4 separate regions of the Sus scrofa genome follow, and regions 1, 2 and 3 are each linked to region 4. The links are chromatin contacts, called in public Hi-C and HiChIP or PLAC-seq maps. All regions are on one chromosome and are shown on one strand. The core of a region is the stretch at or near the end of the contact, and the rest is flanking DNA. Distances in the headings are between cores, read along the strand shown.

The links. Hi-C and Micro-C count contacts between places; a contact is called where the count stands out from the background. HiChIP or PLAC-seq counts read pairs in DNA pulled down with a chosen protein or histone mark.
Region 1: a contact with region 4 is called in an H3K27ac HiChIP or PLAC-seq map of alveolar macrophages. The contact joins the enhancer-like site here to the promoter of FABP5 in region 4. A contact is called at or near these places in 11 of 47 Hi-C or Micro-C datasets (alveolar macrophages, brain, embryonic fibroblasts and 6 more) and 2 of 2 datasets of contacts at active chromatin or transcription factors (alveolar macrophages and skeletal muscle).
Region 2: a Hi-C map of retroperitoneal adipose tissue shows a contact between it and region 4, with 2.5 times the contacts expected there. The contact joins the enhancer-like site here to the promoter of FABP5 in region 4. A contact is called at or near these places in 6 of 47 Hi-C or Micro-C datasets (heart right ventricle, omental adipose tissue, psoas muscle and 2 more) and 2 of 2 datasets of contacts at active chromatin or transcription factors (alveolar macrophages and skeletal muscle).
Region 3: an H3K27ac HiChIP or PLAC-seq map of alveolar macrophages shows a contact between it and region 4. The contact joins the enhancer-like site here to the promoter of FABP5 in region 4. A contact is called at or near these places in 17 of 47 Hi-C or Micro-C datasets (alveolar macrophages, blood, brain and 10 more) and 2 of 2 datasets of contacts at active chromatin or transcription factors (alveolar macrophages and skeletal muscle).

The regions. Positions count from the first base shown.
Region 1 is chr4:55,050,439-55,053,138 of Sscrofa11.1, forward strand. No RefSeq gene overlaps it. Among named protein-coding and RNA genes, the nearest start is that of FABP4, 45 kb to the right of the region's middle. Within about 2 kb of position 1,428, at least 1 of the 83 cell types and tissues checked has an H3K27ac peak or open chromatin away from gene starts, as enhancers often do. A contact at or near this core is called in alveolar macrophages, where this site is marked.
Region 2 is chr4:55,147,507-55,150,286 of Sscrofa11.1, forward strand. No RefSeq gene overlaps it. Among named protein-coding and RNA genes, the nearest start is that of PMP2, 13 kb to the left of the region's middle. Within about 2 kb of position 1,460, at least 5 of the 83 cell types and tissues checked have an H3K27ac peak or open chromatin away from gene starts, as enhancers often do. A contact at or near this core is called in retroperitoneal adipose tissue, where this site is marked.
Region 3 is chr4:55,069,528-55,072,537 of Sscrofa11.1, forward strand. No RefSeq gene overlaps it. Among named protein-coding and RNA genes, the nearest start is that of FABP4, 25 kb to the right of the region's middle. Within about 2 kb of position 1,329, at least 5 of the 83 cell types and tissues checked have an H3K27ac peak or open chromatin away from gene starts, as enhancers often do. A contact at or near this core is called in alveolar macrophages, mesenteric adipose tissue and omental adipose tissue, where this site is marked.
Region 4 is chr4:55,281,019-55,283,912 of Sscrofa11.1, forward strand. FABP5 (fatty acid binding protein 5) reads right to left here and starts at 1,567. Exons shown (of 4, transcript NM_001039746.2): 1 at 1,407-1,567. The coding sequence starts at 1,485.

The sequences.
Region 1 (2,700 bases), core at 178-2,677, 230 kb before region 4:
ATCACACCAGGTGGCCATAAAACCAAGGTGAGGCCTTCAACACTTTTGGATAAATTTCATAAGAAATATTAATTTCTTTTTTATCTTTTTAGGGCCTCACCCACGGCATATGGAGGTTCCTAGGCTAGGGGTCAAATTGGAGTTGTAGCCACTGGCCTACACCACAGCCATAACAATGTCAGATCCAAGCCACGTCTTCAACCGACACCACAGCTCACAGCAACTCCCGATCCTTAACCCACTGAGCAAGGCCAGGGATCGAACATGCATCCTCATGGATGCTTGTCAGATTCATCTCCACTGAGCCAAGATGGGAACTTCCAAGAATGTTAATTATGAAAGCATCCCAAGTAAGTAAGCAGTTATAGCAAACAGAGCTAAAATCTGTGTTATATAAACTTTTGGCTAAAACCTAGGATCTCAAATTTTAATATGCATACAAATCCCCTAGACTGTTGATAAAATATGCCTATTCTAGGTCCTATCCATAGAGGGACAAATATCTGGGGCCAGAACTTGAAAATTATTTGTTTTTTTTTTTCTTGTCTTTTGTTTTTTTAGGGCAGCACCTGCAGCATATGGAAGTTCCTAGGCTAAGGGTTGAAGCGGAGCTACAGCTGCTGGCCTAAGCCATAGCCCACATCAATGGGATCCGAGCTTTGTCTGTGACCTACACCACAGCTCACAGCAATGCCAGATCCTTAACCCACTGAGTGAGGCCAGGGATTGAACCCGCATCCTCATGGATGTGAGTCGGGTTCATTAACCACTGAGCCATGATGGGAACTCTGAAAATTGTATTTTTAACAATACTGATGAAGACACTTAGCAGAACATATTTTGAGAATCATTTCTCTATTGTCTCAGAAACCAAAGTTCTGCTTTACCTTTTGTAGCAGTTTTCCACACATAGAATTACAGTGAATAAAACTTGTACTGGCAGGTATCAGCGAGGTTATAGCACAGTCCTCTTCAAGTGCTCAATGGCTTACACAGTTGGAGTTTATTTCTAACTTACAATATATATTCAGCATTGTGGTGGGGTTACAGGAGGTTCTGTATGTGGTGGGGAGGAAAGGGGCCGGAAATGGGGCCTAGGGTAATCTGCTCCTCTTAAACTTTCCAGGCCCCAAGCCAAGGGAGGTTCCACTATCTTGTAGCTGGATGATCTAAAGCTTCTGAACTCAGTCAATTAGAGAGGAAAAGAGACACTGGGCTTTTTGTTACTAAGCCTGGAAGTAACTTAACTCATAGAGTTTCATTCATCTTATGGACTCCAACTAGAATACATAATCCACTTACAATACACAATTCATTTATATTTTATGTTTATTGTCTGTTCCCTCATTGTAGAATGTACACTCTTCAAGGAAAAGATTTCTCATCTGTTCTGTTTCACAGAACCCAGGGGTGGTTTCATAATGGTTGCTCAATAAATATCTGTCATTTTAATGAATGCACTCACTAGAGGATTATTATACAATATGCAGGGTGAGGTCCTGATAAAGGAAATGAATTATCACTTTAAAAGTTGTTAAATAGGAGTTCCCGTCGTGACTCAGTGGTTAACAAATCCGACTAGGAACCATGAGGTTGTGGGTTTGATCCCTGGCCTTTCTCAGTGGGTTAAGGATCTGGCATTGCCGTGAGCTGTGGTGTAAGGTAGCAGACGTGGCTTGGATCCTCCATTGCTGTGGCTCTGGCGTAGGCCAGCGGCTACAGCTCTGATTAGACCCCTATCCTGGGAATCTCCATATGCCCTGGGAGCGGCCCAAGAAAATGGCAAAGAGACAAAAAAAAAAAAAAAAGTTGTTAAATAATATGAGATTCCAAATTCCTGTATGATATCAAATGGAAGAAGAATTTTGATAAAAAATGTTTAATAAAGGTGTCCGTACTAAATTAAAAAAAAAAAAACACCCTGCTAGAATTGAAAAGCCTGGAAAATACAGGAGAGTAGAAAGAAATTTGGTGACCACCATTGTCTCAGTTTCAGGAGAGACAGTAAATCATTTTGGCTCAACTCAATGGACATGTCAACTCTGAGATGCATGCATCCCAATAATCATATAACATGGTATTGGAGTAGAGTAGAATTTAATCAGAGATACCTCTAAACTTTGGGGAGGAAGATGCAGACTCTGGTTCATGACTTCCTGGGTGTGAATCCCACCTCTGCCACCAATCATCTGTTTGACTTTGGGCAAGCCACAGACTCTTGTTGACTCACTATTTTCATTTGCAAAAGGGAATAATTATAGTACTTATGTCATAAAGTTGTGAACATTATATGGATTCATATATTAGTACTCTTTGAAGAGGGCCTCACACAATAAATAGTGCTACATAAACAGTAGCGATTGTTGTTGTTGTGACAATTGTTATCATCTTTTTATATCGATGGGGTAAGAAAATAAAATGGGATCTTACCAATGGGGAGTTGGAATTAGTTTCACCCATGTATTTTTAAAGCTGAAACTTGTGATTTTTCACACACACAAAACAAAGTCTTGGCCTATGCAATAAAATATTTTTCAAAAGTTTTACTTACTCCTCGATATATTTTTGGCACTCATAAAACTTTTTCTTCACAAAAGAATCATCCAACAAATTTACTGTTGACAAAGTTGTAAAATAAATGGAATTGTAGATGCCATTCTGAACTACCTGAGAGTAATACAACTGCTGAAAATAAGTTGG
Region 2 (2,780 bases), core at 210-2,709, 130 kb before region 4:
ATTTTTGATATAAGCTGCTTAAGAGTAGTCAGACTGCCTAGTTCATATTCCAACTTGCCACTTACTAGCTATGCGTCATTGGGTAAGTTACTTAACCTCCCAAATCCTCAGTATCTTTATCTGTAAAAATGGGGATAATAATAAACTATACATCAAAGAGTTGAGATCAAAAGATAAATTAACATATGTAAAGTGCTTAGAACAGTGGTTGGCAGAGGAAAAACATATTACAAGTATTTTGTTATTATTTCTTAGGGATGCACATAATGTTCAAACATGAGAAATTCACAGGATCTCAGAGCTGCGGATGTGGATTTGTACACCTAGTGACTAACTTTACTAAGAACATTATTTCCACAAAAGTAGAAATAGTCCAGAAGCCTATTAAAATGAATCCATAGAAAACTAACAAGTTCCCTGGTAGCCTAGTGGGTTAGGGATCTGTCAGCATCACTTCTGTGGCTAGGGTTTGATCTCTGGCCTGGGAACTTCTACATGCCATAGACACAGCCAAAAAATAAAAGAAAAAGAAAAACTAACAAACATTTCTATATAACTCCGCTAATCTAAGCAAAATGATAATTGATGATTATCTACTGTAACCTAAACAAAGCCCAAATAAATACATTTAATCCCCAAAGGATAAGTAATTTATCTGATGTCAAGTCTCTTAGAAGTCAGTTCTCTAATATGCAGCCATGTGCTGGAACTGGCTTAAAACTGTCTCAAAAGAGCTGATTATATCATTTTCATAAATTTGGCAAGCTGATTCTTAAACCATTGGTACTTGAGATCACCCATAATAGGAATATTTACACCAGGGAGAGAGTTAAAACATAACCAATTAGAGCTTTGTTTCTTGAGGAGATGGGTTTTTTATTTGTTTGTTTTGTTTTCTTATTAAAGTACAGTCGATTTACAATTTGTGCCAGAGGAAATAGTTTTAAACACTCACTAACACATTATTGTCTAAAAGTAGCATAGTTATTGGATTTTATTAGTAAGAGTCTTAGATTCATGTTGACCATAATATTTCAAATTCTTGACTAAAGATTTACCTGGTGATTTCTTAAAATGACACTGTTGCTTAGCTTTTAGGATGATTTCTTGTAAACCATGTGGTACCTCTCCAAATGTGGCTGCACATTAGAATCACCTGGAAGTTTTTAAACATTCCTTTACTAGATGGCACCGCAGACACATTGAGTCATAATCTAGGTGATGCGTGAGACCCAGGCATAGGTATTTTTCCTAGAACAACCCAGGAAGGGGTGAGAATCACTGTGCCAAATACTTTCAAAGTTAAAATTTTAATGTAGTCTCTTATGTGGCTACCAATTAAAACAGAGTCAAAGGTCATCAAAGCCAGGAGTACCAAATGTTCCCCATGTGACCCTAAATAACAACAGAGAGTGAAAATACCAAATGTTCCCCGTGTGATCCTAAATAACAACAGAGAGTGAAAATACTACTCTAAAATCAACCCAGATGTAATCAGGTCCTTTGTTAGGGAAGGAAGTGTTTACCTCATTGTTATTTCCATGGGAGGCAAAATAATTGGCCAATTCTCCATGACATATGGAAAAGTGAAGGTTTAAAAATAGCAAAATGTGGATCAACAGGGAAAACAAACTATAAAATAATGCTAGACCTTCACCAAAAAGAAATCATCTTTCAGCAGAATTTAGAAAGTAAGGTCAATTTACTCAAAAATGTGGTATGGGACTAAATTTGAAATAACATCTCACCTTTTACTGTCTATTAAAAAAAAGATCAGAGATGGAATGCATAATTCTCAGGTTCCAAGTTCTATGACTAGCTACTAGCTACTGAAATATATTATCCTTCTTTTAGTAACTAACTTGTGTAACAGTTTCAACTGGCCTAGTAGGACAGGGGGACAATTCCAGCAGCACCAAAGGATTGATGTTTCTGCAGTTAAAGCATTTTGAAAACTGCTTCTCTGACAAGTCTAAAGTTTCACATCATTAAGAAGACCAGATAATATCCCTCCGTTGCTGAAATTCCAGATGGACATGAATTTTTGCACAATCTGGCATTTGGCATCAGAGTGTTATTATTCTTGGTCTTCTATAATTACATGTTTTCAGATGATGAATGCATCATTAATGTATATAAACTACATTAAGTTGTAAAATAATGTAGAGTAAGTTGATGATAGGGTTCAATTTTAGGATTTACAATTTTTTTTTGTAAAAAATATTTACAGAGCTATCAACCCCATGCTAACTTTTTCTCCTTTCCAAGAAAAAGAATTCAATAATTCCCTTCACTGTGTGACCATGATAAGATAGCAATGTATTGACATCTACAGTTCTAGTTTGAGAGCTCAACTGAAGAAATTTTTAATTTAAAACATTTACACTCACTGTGTTTGAGTTCTAAAGAGGCTTTGTAAATATTTGCTGGATAAATAAATGCATGAATTATGACCATTTCAATTCTGACCACAATCTCCTGCACACTGAGGTTCCATCCATGCTGAGTTTGAAAATAAACAGATGGTTAGATTTTTACTCAGGTTAGTCAAGGTAAATCCTTTTTCCTAGGAATTTTACAGATAACAAAAAATAATAAGATGCCATTATAATGTGCTGTCACATCTAACTTGCCCTTCCTTGCTCTTGAAATGGCTAGGTCTGGAGTGTTAAACTATAAACAGGAAATCTGTCTGTTTTCTGTTTCTCTGGTAAGTTACATGCATAGCCCAGAGATCATTAAATACCTGACTTAACAGATTTCCTGTTAAATTCCTGATT
Region 3 (3,010 bases), core at 79-2,578, 210 kb before region 4:
AATTGCACGATAGTTCTATTTTTAACTTTTTGAGGACTCGCTATACTGCTTTCCATAGTGGCTGCACCAATTTATATTCCCACCAACAGTGCATGGGGCTTCCCTTTTCTCTATATTCTTGCCCCAATCTCTTATTTGCTGTATTTTCTCTCCTTTTTTCCTTTATTTTTATTTGTTTACTTGGTTATTTTCCTGTGTTACATTTATTTTTTAATTTAATAGAAGTGTACTTGATTTACAGTATTGTGTTAGTTTCAGGTTTAGAGAAAAGTGATTCAGTTATACATATATCCATTCTTTTGCAGCTTCTTTTCCCAGTTGGGTTATTATAGAATATTGAGTAGAGTTCCTTGTGCTATACAGTAGGTTCTTGTTGGTTATGTATTTTACATATAGTAGTGTGTATCTGTTAATCCCAAACTCCTAATTTATCCTTCCCCCACATTTTCCCTTTGGTAACATAGTTTGCTTTCTATGTTAATGAGTCTGTTTCTGTTTTGTAAATTCATTTGTATCTTTTTTCTTTCTTTTTTTTTTTCTTTTCCTTTTTGTCTTCCTAGGGTAGCAGGTATGGCATATGGAAGTTCCTAGGCTAGGGATTGAATCAGAGCTGTAGTCACCAGCCTACACCAGATCCCAACCATGACTGAGACCTACACTACAGCTCACAGCTACACTGTATCCTTAACCCACTGAGTGAGGCCAGGGATGGATGGAACCCACATCCTCATGGATACTTGTTGGGTTTCGTAACCTGCTGAGCCACAATGATAACTCCTCATTTGTGTAATTTTTTATAAGATTCCACATATAAGTGATATGATACTTTTCTTCCTCTGACTTATTCCATTTAGTATGATAATCTCTAATTACATCCATGTTGCTGCAAATGGTAATATTTCATTCTTTTTATGGCTGAACAATGCTCCATTGCATGATGTACCACATCTTTATCCATTCATCTATCAATGGACATTTAGGTTGCTTCCATGTCTTGGCTGTTGTAAATAGCCCTGCAATGAATATTGAGGTCCATGCATATTTTTGAATTAGAGTTTTCTTTGGATATATGTCCAGAAGTGGTATTGCTGGATCATATGGTAGCTCTATTTTTTGTTATTTTAAAGAATCTCCATACTATTCTTTGTAGTGGTTGTGCTATTATACAATCCCACCAACAATGTGGGAGAGTTGCCTTTTTTCTACACCCTCTCCAGCATTTATTGTTTGTAGACTTTTGATGATGGCCATTCTGATTGGTGTGAGGTGACATCCGTTGTGGTTTTGATTTGCACTTCCCTGATGACTAGTGGCACTGAGCATATTTTCACATGGTTGTTGGTCATCTGTATGTATTCTTTGGAGAAATGTCTATTCAGATCCTCTTTCCCCTTTTTAATTGGGCTGTGCATTTTTCTGATGTTGAATTGTATGAGTTCTTTGTATATTTTGTATATAAATTCTTTATTGGATAAATTGACAACAAACATCTTCTCCAATTCAATAGACTACCTTTTGGATCGATTGATAGTTTCCTTTGCTTTGGAAAAGATTTTTAGTTTGATGTAATTCCATTTGTTTAGTTTTGCTTTTTGGTTCCCTTGCCTGAGGAGACATCCAAACAAATATTTCTAAAACTGATGTCAAAGACAAAGGAGGCAAAAATATACAATAGGGAGTAGTTAGCCTCTTCAACATGTGGTCCTGGGAAAACTGGACAGTGACAAGCAAAAGAATCAAACTGGACTACTTTCTCACCCCGTATCCAAAAATAAGTTCAAAATGAATTAAAGCTTAAATGTAAGATCTGAAACCATAAAACATCCAGAATAAAACATAGGCAGTATGCTGGTAGGAGGGACTAGGTCCTGGCTGTGGGGAATCCCATTCCTGATGCTGACTTACTGGTGGACCAGGCTGGGTCATGAGTTGGCCAGCTATGGAAACTGTTGTCCCAGGGAGAGTGCTGATCCATTGGTTTATGGAGTCAGATCCCATGGCAGCTTGCTGGGCAGTCTGAGTTCTTTTGGAGCTGGTTTTGGCCTGCTGGTGGGTTGGTTGGGGCCCATCTCTAGGTGATGCAGGCATGCTGGTGGGTGGGCCAGGTCTTGATACTGTTGATTGCAGTGCCAAGGTGGTCCAAGGGCTATTGTTGGCCTGGTGAGAGGAAGTTTAGGTCCTTGGATCTCTGGCTGTGGGCCTCTGAGGTCCTGGAGTAGGTATTGGCCCATTGGTGGGAGGGGGTCCTGGTGCTGTTCCAACTTTCTTATGAGAGGACCTAGTCCTAATATGGTTTAGTGTAGAGCCATGATTGGTCCAGGGCTAGTATCAGCACAATGGCAGGTGGGTCCAGGGCCCAGGGGGTCCACTAGTGGGTGAGACTGGGTGCTGGGGTTCACATTTACCAGCTGGTGGGCAGGGCCAACAACTGGTTGTGTGGCCCCAGAGGTCCCTGGACTAGCACTGGTTCCTTGTTTGTTTAGTTGTAGATCTTTTCTGCTAGTCTTCAGGTTGTACTCACTGTTAGTTGCTCTGCAAAGAGTTGGAATTTTGTTGTTCTTGTGGGAGGAAGTGAGTTCAGTGTCTTATGCTATCTTGGCCATTCTTATCTTTTGACTTTCTATATATTTGCTACTGCTTGATGGACTCATCCACTAACAAACTTTTGTTTCCAATACTGTTTCAGGATGGTGAATTCTAGAAATTCCCTAGAAGAACAATGCTGCTGAATATAAAGTTTTTTTTTTTTTTTTTTTTTTTTTTTTTTTTTTTTTTTTTTTTTTGCTTTTTTAGGGCTGCACCCATGGAATATGTAAATTTTCAGGAGTCTAATCAGAGCTGTAGCTGCTGGCCTACACCACAGCCACAGCAACATGTGATCTGAGCCTCATCTGCAACCTACACCCCAGCTCACAGCAATGCCAGATCCCCTACCCACTGAGTGAGGCCAGGGATCGAACTGGCATTCTCATGGATACTAGTTGGATTCATCTCTGCTGCACCACAATAG
Region 4 (2,894 bases), core at 317-2,816:
AAAAAAAACACCGCCTTCCTGTTTCACTCATAGAATTATAAACACACTCAAGATTCACCAGGGAGCCAGCCTTAACCAGCTGATGTCTTGCCTAAAGGCTAGTAAAGGAGTGTCACCTAAGTACCACAGGACCTAGGTCTCTGTAGTGACTTCTGCACCAGAAAGCACTCAGGTAAACGTTTGTGCAAGGGCGGCTTCTATCTAAAGGATCCCCACAGTCCCAGCAGTGGTCTCAGATAGGATCTTTGCTATGCTACACCATCCAACTTCCTAAAGGCCTGCAACAACGTTCATCTTTATTTGTTAATCTGTCCAGTCTCAACACAGCATACAATCCGTGTCACCAGCTTAGGAAAACAACAAAAGAAAATCAGGCACTATTCTGAATCAGAGAACTTGAATCTTCCTACCTGAGAATCACTCATCCTTGGAAGGCTTTTAAGATGTTAAGTGCTTTCTGCAAGGCCACGCCCATGTTGGACACTAGTTAGAAAACAGCCCCAGGAGGGCCGGCAGTTTGTATGACTGCAGTTTTCCAACAAAGCCTCTTTGCTCCTCACCCTCAAGATGCCGAGGCCAGGGTCGCAGCGCTCGCCCACTCCCAGTACGGGTGATCTTACCGCACCCCTCCCACAGGCCACCGGCTCACTGTGGCGCCCGGCCAGGCGGTGCCAGCAGGTCAGCGCTGCCAGCGCCACGCCTCTGAGCGCTGTTCTGGGGCCTGAAGGCGAGGATGCCCCGACGCTCCCCAGGGAGTTGTGCCAACCCACAGGGTTCTGCGCACCCAGCGAGAGAAGGTGGAGGGCTTGGGGGTGGGGGAGATGCCCCCGGAGCGGAATAGAGGCTGAAGCGGGAAGCCTGGTCCAGACTCTCTAAAGGGTTTCTGATGGAAACCGCGTCCCCGCGGAGACGAAGGAGGGGGACCCGCGCGCCATCTAGGAACAAAAGATGCTGCAGGGTGCTCAAGGGCGAGTGGGTGCGACCACCACGGGGCGAGTGTGAGAGAGTGGACGGTGGCAGGAGGAGGAAGGAGCAGGAGGAGTGGTGGGGGAAGGAAAACAGAAAGTTAGGGGGGCTGCCTGGATAGTCAAAGACATGAAGCTGGAGGTTAGAGGGGGTGAGCGCACTGAAGGGCAGGAAGCAGTGCGGAGCCACCGCGTGGGGCAGGGGAAAGCAGCAGAGAGCGGGGCAAGCTACGAGGCAGATGGTCCCCAGGGTCCTGGGACGAAAGGGAGGCGCCCTCCCCGCCGCTCGCCCGCGTGGTGGGCGTGGGATGTGGAAGGGGCTAAGGGGATCGAGGGTAGGCATTGAGCCTGCCTAGCCCCTGAGCCCAACACGCCGAGGGGGTGCCTTAGGGACACAGTCACACGTGCCACGCTGTCGTGCCGCGTGGCGGCGAACCTCACCTACTTCCTTCATGTACTCGTCAAAGCCTTTGCTCTCCACTAAGCGCCATCTTCCGACCAGCTGCTGGATGGAGGCCATGGCGGGCGCGGACGGGCGTGCGGAGCGAATAAGCGGACTGGTGCCTAGAGCCTGGCGTGCGGGTGCCGGGAGCCTGGCGTGCAGCCGCTGGGCCACTGCGGCTGCTTTATAAAGGCGGCGCGCGCGCTGGGAGGCTCCCTGCGGCCAATGAGAGGCTCGCCTCACCCGCCCGTCCCGCCTCCCCGCCTCCCCTCCCCGCCCCCCAAGCCCCCGGGCCTAACTCCCGGGGGGTCCGTACGTGCGAACCAGCTCCACCTGCCACCTCTGCGAGGGTTCCCCTGGCGCCTCCTGCAAGCGGGGACTCGCCCGGCGTGCCCCACGCCGCCCCGGACGCCAGGCCCTGCCCGTTCTCGTGCCTCTGCAAGTCCAGTAAACCGGGGGGGGCGCTACCGGCGGACACGACATGTCTTTCCTGGGCCAGAGGATCCACCAGCCGCCGCCTCTCTTCCATTCAAAACACCCCCAAACGAATAGATTAGCATTCGCTGGGCTCCGAGGGTAGGGATTGGTTTGAGTGACTGATGGATTGGTAGACTTCTTTTCGTCCCTAATCACTGCTCATAGTCAGGGGACAAACCTGTCTCTTAGCCCCTGGGGAGAGAACTTTTTCTTCCCACGCTCAGGGCACTCCCAGCCTAACTGGGGTCTCTGGATGGGAATATACCTGAGTTAAGTTAGATCATTTTATCAGAAGGTGCCGGGTAGCTGGAAAAGTCCCAGGAAGTTCGGTTTCCAAACTGAGACTGTAGAAGCTATCAGCTTAAGTGACTGCCCTTGCTATTAAGTGTTCCCGTTCAAGAAAGTATTATTATTTGTATTTTCCGCTGAGTGAGCCCTTCAAGCTTTCCTCTCTGACTCCCAAGTCTTAAGACTCCAATGCATTCCCTCTTCACCTTTAATCCTAAGAATATCCTATACTGGGTATAGAATGTTATGCTTTTCAAAGTGTGCGTGTCACAGTATCTTACTTTGTGCTCCCAGGTGCCTGTGGGAGTGAGTTGGTGTGAGGTGAGGAAGTTGCCACACACAGAGGGTAGCCACCTTGGTGGAGGTAAGGTCTATTTGTTGAGTAGCCACTTATGCTGAATGCTGTACTTCCTGGCCACCTTATACCCATTAACTCTGCTCTCCACTCCGTTTTGTGCTACAGAGGGTTACTCCAATTTTCTGAAAGGGAAATCAGGCAGGGAAAGTTTGCAGAGTGGCAGAACCAGAATGCCTGCCCAAGTCCTTCTCATTCAAGAGCTTATGAAATAGGACCACACCTGACTGCCCCTAGCTCCCTGTCCTCCTTATGGGATTAAGAATAGGAGCTACAGCCCTGAATTATACCAAGACACTAGTTCTTGTACCTTCCTTGAACTGAAAGCTGAGGTTGGTTTGTCATCTTCCAGCATGCCTCAGGACAT